Linked DNA regions of Mus musculus: region 1 is linked to region 2. A link is a contact called in public ChIA-PET data. All regions are on one chromosome and are shown on one strand. The core of a region is the stretch at or near the end of the contact, and the rest is flanking DNA. Distances in the headings are between cores, read along the strand shown.

The links. ChIA-PET counts read pairs in DNA pulled down with a chosen protein or histone mark.
Region 1: an RNA polymerase II ChIA-PET map of memory CD8 T cells shows a contact between it and region 2, with 92 read pairs. The contact joins two enhancer-like sites. A contact is called at or near these places in 4 of 484 Hi-C or Micro-C datasets (CD8 T cells, the HPC-7 cell line, Th1 cells and 1 more), 2 of 115 datasets of contacts at active chromatin or transcription factors (the HPC-7 cell line and memory CD8 T cells) and 1 of 9 other capture datasets (liver).

What each region holds. Positions count from the first base shown.
Region 1 is chr12:108,910,837-108,917,153 of GRCm38.p6, forward strand. All of the region lies in intron 2 of Wdr25 (WD repeat domain 25), which reads left to right. Among named protein-coding and RNA genes, the nearest start is that of Wdr25, 20 kb to the left of the region's middle. Within about 2 kb of position 3,450, at least 79 of the 459 cell types and tissues checked have an H3K27ac peak or open chromatin away from gene starts, as enhancers often do. A contact at or near this core is called in CD8 T cells, Th1 cells and memory CD8 T cells, where this site is marked.
Region 2 is chr12:108,760,905-108,767,048 of GRCm38.p6, forward strand. Gm33682 (a long non-coding RNA gene) reads right to left here. Exons shown (of 2, transcript XR_381914.3): 1 at 1,857-6,144; 2 at 827-1,173. Among named protein-coding and RNA genes, the nearest start is that of Gm33682, 3.4 kb to the right of the region's middle. Within about 2 kb of position 2,812, at least 84 of the 459 cell types and tissues checked have an H3K27ac peak or open chromatin away from gene starts, as enhancers often do. A contact at or near this core is called in CD8 T cells, Th1 cells and memory CD8 T cells, where this site is marked.

The DNA of each region.
Region 1 (6,317 bases), core at 2,200-4,699, 150 kb after region 2:
TTTCCATGGGTCCAGGTTCGTCTCCTGTCAGATTGCTTTCCAGAAGGATTATACCAATTTGCACTGCCACCGAAAAGCCTCTGTAATAACCAACTATTTTGCTTAACTATCATGCCTAGAATTTTCCCTTGGAGCCCCGAGGGGGCAAAGGCCCTTATCTAAGTGAGCACCATCTATAATTATTTAGACTAACACCAAAATTGCTTTCAGAACATTTTTAACCTGCTGGGTTTAGAATTCTAATTCTCATACACGCTAGTATTAAAAGTTTCACAAGCAGCTATTTCTGTCCCCTCCTCACAGTGTGTTTACACGGCCCAGCAGCCGTAGGGGGACGGGAGAGCTTTCATAAACACAAGTGGGCTCTTTCTACACCAGTTGAAGTGTTATTTTGAAAGGTACAAAAACACAAATTAAACCACATTTTCATCGTAACCTTTGGTTAGGAGAGTTGTGTGTTTTCATCTGCGCCTCTTCACACCCCCTCAGTGTCCTGTAAGCACATTCTGGAAGGTGCTGGTACATTGGACCCTTGCCATGTCCTCACCTTTCTGGGCCATGACATCTGTCACCATGCTGGGACTGTTAGGAAAGTGAGCTTGTGTGCTTGTGGTCTTGAGGGCAGCCATTCCTCCTGAGGAAGATGCATTAGGAAATGTGTCAGCACTCTGACTAGTAGAGGGCTACAGTAGCAGTCTGGCAGGACCCCGATACATTGTTACCAGGTGGCAGAATGTGCCTTTGCTGTATGGGCTTGGAAGCTTGGGTGGTTTGTAGGCCCCTTCGGGATTGTATGAGGCAGCGTTCTGTGCTTGGGTGCTAGCTGTGGGCAGTTCTGGAGAGCCTGGCTCAGCCTAGTTGTGGGACTGCATGCTCTGCACATGCCCCTGGGAGTTGGGACTATGGTGCCCTCATTGCTCTGAGCTTCAGCCTGCGCTTCTATGAACTAATTGCCTCCTAGGGCTGGAAGGATCAGGCGGTTAGAAGTGTGAAGCCACTTTGTAAACTATGAAGCCCTTACAAATGGAAGGTATTATCCGGTGCTCCAAATGGGGTTATTCTATAATTGCCTTCTAAGCCTCACTGCTGAGCAGGTGAGGCTTGCCACCTAATTTGCCTGCACTTCTAGGCCTGGCTGATTAGCACACTCCATTGTAACCACTCACTCCAGTAGGTCTCTCAGGGGCCTTGGCTCCTCCTGGCAGGGCTGTTTTCTAGTTCAGTAACATGATGTCAGCTATGATGGGTGAAGTACCAGAGTTGTACTGGGACATTGCTGCATGGGTCGTGTGTTCCTTTAGCTTTGCCTGGAGTTGTCTGGCTGGCTGAAATATACACACAAAGGACCCCAGGGACTGACTGGGAGATAGGTGGCCCTTGACTGCAGGCTCAGAAGGCCTGTTCTTTCCTTTCCTCTTTTATGTGGCCATCTCTTGTCCATCCACCTTCCCCACCCTGTGGGGAGTTCTGGGTCTATGCAGGACTCTAGGTTTGAGGAGAATAGGCACACCCTGGCCACCAGGAAGCCTGGTTGGGGAGAGACATCAGGATGAAATAGTGTGACCACTAGTGTTGGGACTAAAATCTAGGAGAAAGTGGGACAGATCTGTCAGGTTCCGAGGCAGGGAAGTGTGAGGTTGTGGTTGAGCTCAGGCTAGGTGACAGAGAAGAACAGGCAGGGAGGCTGGCAATGAGAGTTGGTCAGATGCAGAGCTTGACCCAGTTAGTGGCTTTGGGCCAGGATGGTCAACACACAAGACACCTGATACTTCCTGTGCTTGTGGAGAGCTTGGCCTCTCTGGGGCTTCCATGCCATTTTCCCACACAGAGGGCGCCAGGTAGTCAGTGAGCTCATAAGTCTTGTTTTGGGTTCTGCCTCAATCCCTAGTCTCTCTAAGTAGGTTCAGCTCTTGGCTTTAGTTTGCCTGGTAGTAAGTGAGGGAGTGTGTCAGCATCTGTCTGAGCCTTCTGAGGATCCAACAGGCAAGCCATGGAAGGACTCTAAGATGACTGACAGGCCTGTGATGGTCACCCCGTAATGACAGTTGGCATTGGCAACCTCCTTCTGTCCATTTGACAGGTGAGAAAACCAAGGACCAGAGATGGGTTCTGAGGGACATGGAAGCACAGAGCTGGCTTCTGAACTCAGCCTTTCCTGTTTCTATTCTGGGTGTTCTAGACACCTCCCTTTTTAAAGTGGCAGAGGACAGTCATGTGGCTTTGCTAAAGACCTTCCTCTTTTGGGACTTTGCTGAGCTTGTCCGACATGGATGGGCCCACTATAGGTCCCACCATCAAAGGACTCTGCTCTTTTTTCATGTAGTGCTAGTCCTGGAGGAGTATAGGACACATAGTCAGTGCTAAGAAGACATTTGTGAATGAGCCCTTTGAGCCGCAGGGTCTGGGAGACCTCCCAGAGGTCTCAATTACACTTCTGTCCCTGGGCCCACCCTGCCCTCCAGTGCATGCAGGAAGCATCTCTGTGGAGAGTGATGTGTTAACTGGGTCCAGGCTTGTTCAAGGGCCTTCGAATCTGCTGGGAGCTAAATCAAGACGATGATTGTGCCACATCTGTTGAGATGTTTGTATTCACGCTCTCAGGTAATAGTCTTGGGCCGCTGCTTGCAGCTTGTGTGTTTATTTATTACTTATTTATAAATCATAAATCCAGAAAGGATTTGAGGAAGCTTACAATGAAAGACACGAACACAGTAAAGCTGTTAAAACAAAACACAACATTAGAGCCATCTGAAAAAAGAGGGAGCATGGTGAGCAGGGGCAGGGGCCTCTAGCTGCCTGGCTTTGTAAGTCCCTGCTCTGTGGGAGGCACAGGGGGGATGCAGGTCCTGCCATGTGAGGTAGCCAGCATGAGTGGCTCCACATGGGGGCCAGGGCCCAGAGGACAGAATGTGAGTCTCTTCCAGGAGTGGTGAGCTCTTGGAGTCAGCCTGAGGAGGGGCTGTGGAGGTCCCTGGCCACATGGCCTGGATTGTTCTTTTTTCTGTGCCTCAGTTTCTTTCTAGTACATGGTGTTAATGAGAGTCAGTTCAGGGAACTGCCAGAGGTTTGGCCTTTGGAAAGGTTTGCTGTTAATCTGACTTAAAATTCTTGTGGTCACTGTTGTACCGGGCTAATGGCTCCGGTCCTTCCCTTAGGCCCCCAAGTGCAGAGAAAGGCGATGGTGCCATGGGGTCTCTGTGTGTGCCCTTGGCTCTGTCACACTGAAGCCACCCAGAATGACTTGTTTCTTGTTGGTTAAAAACACTTACAGCACTTGGAGCAATGGGAACATACTTTTTAATTATTTCCCGGCATGTCTACAGCAATGCTGTTGTCAAGGAAACCAAAGCCTCTGAAAAGCTTTTCAACTTCCCTGTCAAAAGAGGACTCTTGTGCCACACTCATGTCTGTGGGAATGGACCTGTCCTTCTGTAGCAACATCTGTTTCTTCTGGAGGGTTGTTTCCTTTCCTCTAACACATAGAGTCTTCCTGACCTGTTCCCGGGAGTGGCAGGATAGGAAGAACTGCTTGCATTCCTAACACAGTATTTCATTCATCCTGCATCTGTTGCAAGAGTTGGGTGCTGGGACAGAGTGAGATCAGAGACGAATGCCTGGACTAGTCTTCCCTGTGAGGAAGCAGCACAGGGGGTCAGAGCGGGCAGGGAATGGTGGGGCAGGATCATGACTGTGCTGTAGGGTGGAGGATAAGATGCTTTGGGCTGTTGGGGCACTGAGGAGGTGTGATAGATGCACAGCAAGGCCGTGGCAGACCATCCCAAGCACACTGCAAAGACCTAGCAATGTGGCAGAGTGTGCTGCCCCCAGTAACCTAAGGCAATCCAAGGATGCTGGCTGGCTGGGTACCTGAGGCCCAGAGGGACCTGTGCAGCCCTGCTGAGGAGTAGGGAGGGCAAAGAGATTTCAGCACAGTCTTCCAAGTGTGTGTGCTTTCTGTGGTCTGAGCTGCAGCTCCTTGATGTGTGGAGGCATGTCACTGCTGTGTTCCAGCTCCAGAGGAAAGGGCGCTGCCAGCTCGCTCAGGGCTTAATAACTCACTCTGGCTGTGGGAGTGTGGCTCTGCTGTAATGCTGCAGCCTGCACGCCAATAAAACTTTATGGCGGTTAAGCCTGTCAGGGGTGCTGGTTTATACGAAAGAGATGAATCACTGTGAGAAAAACGGGACTCTTAGTTTCTAACGGCCCTTCTTATTCTTCTTGTAAAACTTTAAAAAATAACCCTAGATGTATAAAGCAGCACGCAGTGAGTGCCTGGTCCTTCCCCACGTTCCTCACACTGACCTCCCTCTCACACAGCTAAGAAGTTAACATCAGGCAACTCTACCACACTCAGCTAACTCTGCAGTGCACTTGCCTGCCTTTTACTTAATTTCCTGTTAACGCCCCTTTCCTGTCCCAGGGACCAGTTCAGGGCACCATGCTCCATTTAGATGGCTCTTAGAACTCGGCAGGTGATGTGTTTTGGGGTATCCGAAGAATAGGCTGGAGCTGACCACCTACTCTGAGTTTCCTGTGCTGCTCCAGCCCCACCTGGCCTACACCAGGGACAAATGTGAGGATGCCTAGCTGAGTGTAAACTCCAAGCTTTCAAGGCTGCTGCTTCGTGAGCTCGTGAGCAGGAGAGGGCCTGCTCCACAGGGAGGCCAACAGAGTTCATGTGCCAAGTGCCTTGTGCTCAAGGGTGCTGCCTCCCACTGCATGTTCCTGCTCTTCCTCCTCTTCCTCCTCCTCCTCCTCTTCCTCTTCTTCCTCCTCCTCTTCCTCTCCTTCCTCCTCCTCCTCCTCCTTTTCTTCTTCCTCTTCCTCTTCCTCCTCTTCCTCTTCCTCCTCCTCCTCTACCTCTTCCTCCTCTTCGCCCCCTCCCTCTCCTCCTCCTTTTTCCATCTAGGCCTGACCCGGCCAGCCTTTCGTGCTGACATTGTTGAGAGTTTGTGTTTAGGCAATTCCAGCACTTTGGCATTTTCAGTTTTCCCGTGGTTTATCGGATAATTGAGTGTATCTTGAGGCAGCAACTGAGAGTTGAAATGTGTTGCCTTTAATGAGTGAAACAAGCTCTCCTTGCATACAGATAGCTGCACACTTGTGGGCGCTCCCATCTCCAGCCCTGCTCCTCCCTGTCTCTTCCCTCCATCCTCTCATGTCTTGATTTTACTTTCCCCTTCTGCTTGCCCCTAGTCCTCCATCAACTGTGTCCGCCTCCGCTTGCCTTTCCTCCTTTCCCCACTCCCTCTCCAATTCCCTTCTTGCATTCCTTTCCCAGCAACAGGCCAGTGAAGCTGTTGCCACGGTAACAGAAGCCTAGCAGAGGCTCTGCTCTGCTCTCCCTATGCGGCTAACAGGATGACGCAGATTGCAGATAGTGTTGATTTCTAGAACCATCTGAGCTCTGGCCTGTGGCCTCTGGAGGCCCTTCATCTTCCAAGGGCCATACCAGCACCATAGCTTGTGGTTCTATTCAGCTGATGGTCAATTTTTTTATTTGGAAACTTCAAAATCTGCTTTCCTGCCACTTCAAAATACTGGTTGCATGTGTGGAAGTGTCCCCCAAACCCACCTACATGGAGATAGATGGCAGCGGGAGGGAGGACTGTAGGAACAAGTCACATGCAATCTTTGCTGAGTTGCTGGGATGAATGAATGATTGTTTTAGGATAGGGACTTCAGGTCTAGTTGGATTTTTAAAACTCCAGTGCTTAGTCTCCTCCAGCAGGTGTTTGAGAAGAGCTTGCTGGTTCTAAGACCTGGGTCAGGACTGTGCAGAGCCCAGTGCCACCTCAAGGGATCCGTTAAGGAGCAGGGCTGGTGTGTGGACACAGGGCTGTGCTGACATTACACGGATGCTTGTTTGTCACAGTGGTCCAGTGGGTCCAGCTGGTGCCCATTCTGCTTTCGCATTAACTAGGCTCTGTGGTCCCCTCAGAGGGACCACAGAGCACTTGGCTTCTGGGCCGCCATGGAGCTGGTTGACAGTGGTGGCAGCCGCACTCCATCTGGGTTTGACTCAGGCCCAGCTTGTTGGCATTAGTGAGGATTTGGAGTCCCGCCATTCAGCCAGCACCAGCTAATAGCCCAGCAGGGAAGAGTTAGTCCGTGGATTATATTTAAGTTAGTCCTTATTCCCAAAGGTAACTTTGTTTAATAAAAACCTTAAGCCCCTATTACTGTGCTTATGGGTATCCTGGCTCCAGGGTGTACAAACACGACTTACAAAATTCAAATATTATTTGTGGCGGTGCACAAACATGTTCATTAATAGAGGGTGTGCTAAAAGCACAGGCGAGTTCCGTCTGTGCCTG
Region 2 (6,144 bases), core at 1,562-4,061:
CTTATTGTTAGGAAACGCGTCCACCCCCATCAGGGTGCGGATGACGGTCTCCAGAGTCCAGGAGAAACAGGTCCAAAGCAGGGATCCTTGTACTGTATATAGGGTAAAACATAGCTCTTGCTGGCAAAAACATGTTGGTTTTGATGGTTTCTATTTTGGTTAAAGATGAATTTGGGCCAGGCTGTAATGATTTAGAAGCCACTGTCTGAAACCTCAGTCCTTGCACACATACATACCTACATAACACACATGACTTCTAAGGCAATCTATCAGGCAGGGTGTGGTGACACACACCTTTAATCTAACACTCAGAAGGCAGGACAGATGGATGTCTGTGAGGCCAGCCTGGTCTACTTAGACCTCGTCTCAGAAAAAAACAAGTGAGAGTGTTCCCAAGACTGTCTCACCCCCAGAAGACTTACGGTAGCTATGACAAAGCTGACAGAGCCCTGGCCCAGCCTGTGGAAGGCCCTGAGTTCCTCTGCAAGAAAGAGGGGGAAGGGAGGAGTCACAAATGCAAGCAGCATTTCCTGTACAAATGTCAACGAAGGGAGGAAGTGAATGTGACGTTGGCATGCAGCTTCCTGGTGGACAGGATAAAAGAGAAATAGGACCAGAGGCTGGGACTGGAACCACTCATGCTAAGAAGGTTATTTTGGGCTGGCAAGAAGACTCTGTTTAAAAGAACTTGCTGTTCTGTCCAAAGACCCAAGTTCCATTCCCAGCACACACATTAGGTGGCTCACAACCACCTGTAGCTCTTGAGCATCCGCACACACACACACACACACACACACACACACACACACACACGAAAGAGAGAGAATTAAAAATAATAAATACACATATTTTTTTATTTTTTAAGGCCAGGGGCAGACAATATCTGCAAAGCAGAAAACACCTGAGTGTGCCCCTGACAACAGAAAAACAGACTGGAGGTGAACACCTTCCCCTGGGAGTGTCTGGGCACTGTGTGGTCCCCTCTGGCTTCTCCATCCTGTGGTCATCAATCAAACCTTCATTGATCTGATTTTCCCCTGTTGTTCCAGGCCCCGAGGCCAGGGAAGGGCCTCCTTCAGGGGCTTCCTCCAATGGGCAGCTTCTTCTCTCTCCTTCTCTGGGTAGCATTGGGGTGGGGAGAGCAGACGAGGTGCTGAGGGCCATCAGAGCCCCCTGATAAAAAACACATCTTTAAGAAATACTATCAGAAGCTGGGTGGTGGTGGCGCATGCCTTTAATCCCAGCACTTGGGAGGCAGAGGCAGGCGGATTTCTGAATTCAAGGCCAGCCTGGTCTACAGAGTGAGTTCCAGGACAGCCAGGGCTATACAGAGAAACCCTGTCTTGAAAAAGCCAAAAACCAAAAACCAAAAAAGAAGAAGAAGAAGAAGAAGAAGGAGAGGGAGAGGGAGAGGGAGAGGGAGAGGGAGAGGGAGAGGGAGAGGGAGAGGGAGAGGGAGAGGGAGAGGGAGAGGGAGAGGGAGAGGGAGAGGGAGAGGGAGAGGGAGAGGGAGGAGAGGGAGAGGGAGAGGGAGAGGGAGGAGAAGAAGGAGGAGAAGAAGGAGGAGAAGGAGAAGGAGAAGGAGAAGAACAAGAAGAAGAACAAGAAGAAGAACAAGAAAAAGAACAAGAAGAACAAGAACAAGAACAAAAAGAAGAAGAACAAGAAGAAGAACAACAACAACAACAAGAACAAGAACAAGAAGAAGAACAAGAAGAACAAGAGCAAGAAGAAGAAGAACAAGAACAAGAAGAAGAACAAGAAGAAGAACAAGAAGAAGAACAAGAAGAAATAGTATCAGTTGCTGAGGCTTTAGGGAAGTTGTGTATTGGAATGTTGGGAGAATGTCCACTCACCTTTGGTTTCCTTCCAGACAGCTGTTAATCAGTTCTGTTCCGATCTGCCTTCCTCCCAGGGTACTGGGGGAAGCCACTGGGACGTTATCTCATGGCCAGGTTTAGGGGACCTACAATGCCTTTCACCCACCCTCCATGGAACACCAAAGCTTTCTGCATCCCATTTTGGTACCCAAGCCAGGTTGCCAGGGCTCAGTTCTTACTGTGCCTTTGTCTTTAGGCCCAAGGCAGCCTTATTGACCCATCTCTTCATGTACATGCAACCTTTCCCACCCAAGCAGGCAGGGAGAAGCAAGAGGCCCTGCTCAGGACTGCTTCAGGAAGCTAGCTCTGCCGTGCTCTCCCATGAACCATGCAGTAGGTAGAAGAGGCCTGCCACCCACTTCCTGGTTTTGCAGGTCTCTACCATGGTTAGGTGCTCCAGGGGTTGTCCTACTGAACTGGGGCTGTCCTACTAGGCTACTAGGTTCACTTAGCAATATTTGCACTGTGTCCCCTCCTCCAGTGGGCTTCTGTCCCTCCCACATGAAAGCAACTCCTGCTTCACCCCTTATCATCCTTAATCAGGTAGCTTCCTTCTGTGGTCTACACCCTCCATTATCTTGCTGTCCACAGAGGCTCTTTCCATGAAGGGACCCTGGAAATGCTCTTTGGAAAGCAACATGCCGGTCCTTGTAGCTGGGCCCCAGCCAGCCAGCTGCAACCTCTCCCACTTCCCACTTCTGTGGGCTCCCGTGCAGTGTGTGTACCTGTGCACTGCAGTGGTGCGCTCTCTTAGACTGCTGTTCTCGGGGCTGGGGAAGTCTTGGGGGAAGTGACCTGGCCTATTGTTCTATGAGGCCACAGCTGAACTGGTCTCCCCGCCGCGCCACATCTGGGACTGTTTCTCCTGCGCCTAGCTTGGCTCCTGGCACCTATGTATGGTTAGCAGCTGATAAGCACTTTTAACTCTAGACTCAGGGGATGTGCTGCCCTCTTCTGACCTCCTCTGACATCTGCATGCATATGCATACACCCTGGGTTCCTTATGCACTGTCAAGGCTAGGAAAACCGTGACCCAATACATTGACAGATTCTGAATGGCTTAAATTTGGCTTTTTATTCTGTGCAATGAGAGACTGGACTTTAGCTATTACTTCCGAGCTATACCAGGCTCTGGCAAGACACAGATTATAAGTGGCCCTGTCCTTTGGTGCAGAGGATCCTTACAGAAGCAGGCTGGTGAGCTTTGTCCCCAATCCAGGTCCATGAACATCTGGGGGCTCCTACTGCAAGTTACAGGTAAAGCCCACATAGAAACAAGCAGAAAACATACAGGTTAGAGTGTTCTGGGGTATTTTCATGGACATCATAAAGTCCAAACCCAAGGGCAGTGGATTGAACACTAGAGACCAGTGAATTTAGGTCTCCTGTTGACAGCCAGACCTCTTCTTACACCCCTGTGCTTCCTAGAAATGTATTATCACACTCCCCTTGACAACCAGAACTGCCTACTTGCTGGGACTCAGACTTTAGGTCAATTGCCCAAAGCCATGCATGGAGCCCTGTCAGTATGGGCTTGACTGGATTAGGAATCCCTAGAAAGTTGGTGGAGTTCTGTTCTGGGTGTGTCTCTGTCTCCAGGGCAGCCCTGCCCTCAGCACTCAGAGACAGGTCTTCCTTGTATTGCCAGGACTTGAATGCCCCAGTAGTCCTGAGTTCCCAGGGCTGAGTTATACCAGGGCTTTTCTGGCTCTGAGACTTTTGAACTAGAACTGAGGTACGCTACTGGCATCCCAAGTCTTTGCCACCATAATGACAGGGTCAAGGCCCAGCCAAACTCCTCCGTGCTCACCTGCCACTGGAGGCTGAGGTCAGTCCCTATCCTTTCTTTCCAGCTAACAACCTAAGAAGCGCTGAGGGGGCAGATGGGGAAGAAGAGCAGAACTTTCTGCGACCTGCCAGTGGCATAAATAACTGTTTAAAGCGTGGGTCTTTAGCTAGGACACTCTTCTTCTTTTTTTTTTTTTAAAGATTTATTTATTATTATATATTCGTACACTGTAGCTGTCTTCAGATGCACCAGAAGAGGGTGTCAGATCTCAATAATGGGTGGTTGTGAGCCACCATATGGTTGCTGGGATTTGAACTCAGGACCTTCAGAAGAGCAGTCAGTGCTCTTACCCGCTGAGCCATCACGCCAGCCCCTAGGACACTCTTCAGTTACCAGTGAACCTAAGGTGATGCCCCGGCACGCGGCTAGCTCTATTCCTTCCTCTGCTCTGCTGCGGTCAGTGTGGGTTCCCTCCATGTCCGCTCTGGATTCGCCCGCTTCTGCCTTCTTCCCCACCCTCCTCCTTCCTGCTCCTTCTTACAACTGATCAGCAGCAGTGAGTGATGCAACTCTAGATTGCCTTAGGCCGATGAGGAAGGACGAATATTTATAAAGTAGAAAATCCAGTGGTGGGCCATTGAAATGACAATACCAGGATCCTGCCGGCACTTGGCTGTCTATAGGTACAGAAATAACAACCGAAAAACACGGAGACATACCTTTACACAATGAAAAGAAAAGGTTCCCCTAACAGGGAAGGAAGCCGAGAACTTGTCAGCTGAGGGATAGAGGCCCTGGGAAGCCAACCGACCGAGCCTTTTCCTTACCGTGGCCCAGTGTTCAGAAAGCCTGACTAAGCCTCCTGCCCCAGCCTGGGTCTTCTGCTACATTTCTGGTCGCAGGCAGATGGGAAAGTCCGGAAATTCCCCAAGCCCCCCAAGCCCCGCAAGCCCGGGCTGCTGAGCTGGTTTTTTTGCCTGTGTCAATTTCCTTTTCACCATCTGTTCTTTGTCCCAGTTGGCTCCCCATCTTTACTACAAACTTTATGGTTGGTCAATTTAAAGACAGACATGAGAGAGCCAACAAGGAGAACTACCTGGTCACAGCCTGCCATATCTGCCTCATTGACTTCTCCAGAGCTGGCCTCCGTATCAGCTTCCTGGACAGCCAGCCCACTCCAAAGCAGCCCTGACCGCTTTCACAACTAGTAGAGAACTGAACTTCTAGTCCCAGAGGAGGCAGAGCTGAGCCTTTGCCCACAATTTGAGTCCGTAAATCTGCCATCCATCGGGACAGTGACATCAGTAAGCCAGGACCCGCCCTGCTGAGGACTTCCTGGTAAGCCAGGACCCGCCCTGCTGAGGACTTCCTGGACGGGATCCTGCCGTTTGCAGAGCCTTTCAAAGCCAAGCAGCAATGTGGTTGAACACAGAGGGCTTGTTCTCTTAAAGCAACCTCAGTATTACAGGCTCCGTTTAAAGCAGGAAGTGGCAAGCAGGGCCTGCTCCTATGCAAGCTGGTTCCTGAGGCGCGGTTGAGAAGACGGGCTCCTACGGTAGCCGTGCACCTGGCTCAGCATCCGTATGCTGCTGGTAGCTGGGCACACTCTCATCCCAGGCTGTCACTATCAATAACAGGGCTGCTCTGTGCAGCAGACTAGAGCCCGAAGAAAGTACCTAGCAAGCTCAAGGATATTTTGAGGAACTGGGACTGGGAGGCTGGGGCTGCCCAGTGCTGGTGGAGAAGGTGTTTTCTGATTGTTCCAGTGAGAGAAGGGACTATCCTAGGGAACTGTGCCTGGCAGCGAGGAGGGAGCCGGGGAAGGCAGGAATACAGGGCATCATGCCCTAGTTAGGAATGGCTCAGGAAACCATGAGTGTGTGTGTGCTCCAGAAAATACACCAAGGCAGTCGACGCCTTGCTTCAGCCCCTAAAGCTCAGCACATTGGACAGAATCCAGTTCCGGGATTCCAGAATCCGCGGCCCGAGGAGACCCAGGAAAGTGTCATTCTGCCGGCGTCTGCACCCCAAAAGATGTATTTGAAAAAAGGGAACTCAGGTCCAGTCTTAAGGGAAGAAGGAGGGACTTAATGAGAGTTCTCCACACAGGGGACAAAGGCTTGTCCCTAGGTTTCAGGCTGGTGCAGTGGACAGGGGAGAGGATGCAGGCAGTACAGGTGATGGCCAGGCGAGGACCTGCTCAGGGTGCTGCCCAGTTCCCCTGGTTCAGAGAACAAGGAGCTTTTCTATGCAAGGCTGAGGATCCCTGGGAAGAAAAATCAATTAAAAGCCATGAAGTAAAACAATTACATATGCCGGGATCTTCTTAGGGGGAGGGGGAAGGCTGAGAGCACAACTCATCTATTGGTGCTATTAATAACACACGAAGCCGTAGCTGAGAAATAGGACGGGTGTGAAATCTATACATTAATGCTCTGCTAGGGGGGAAGGAAGTGAAGTGGGGTAGCAAAGGGT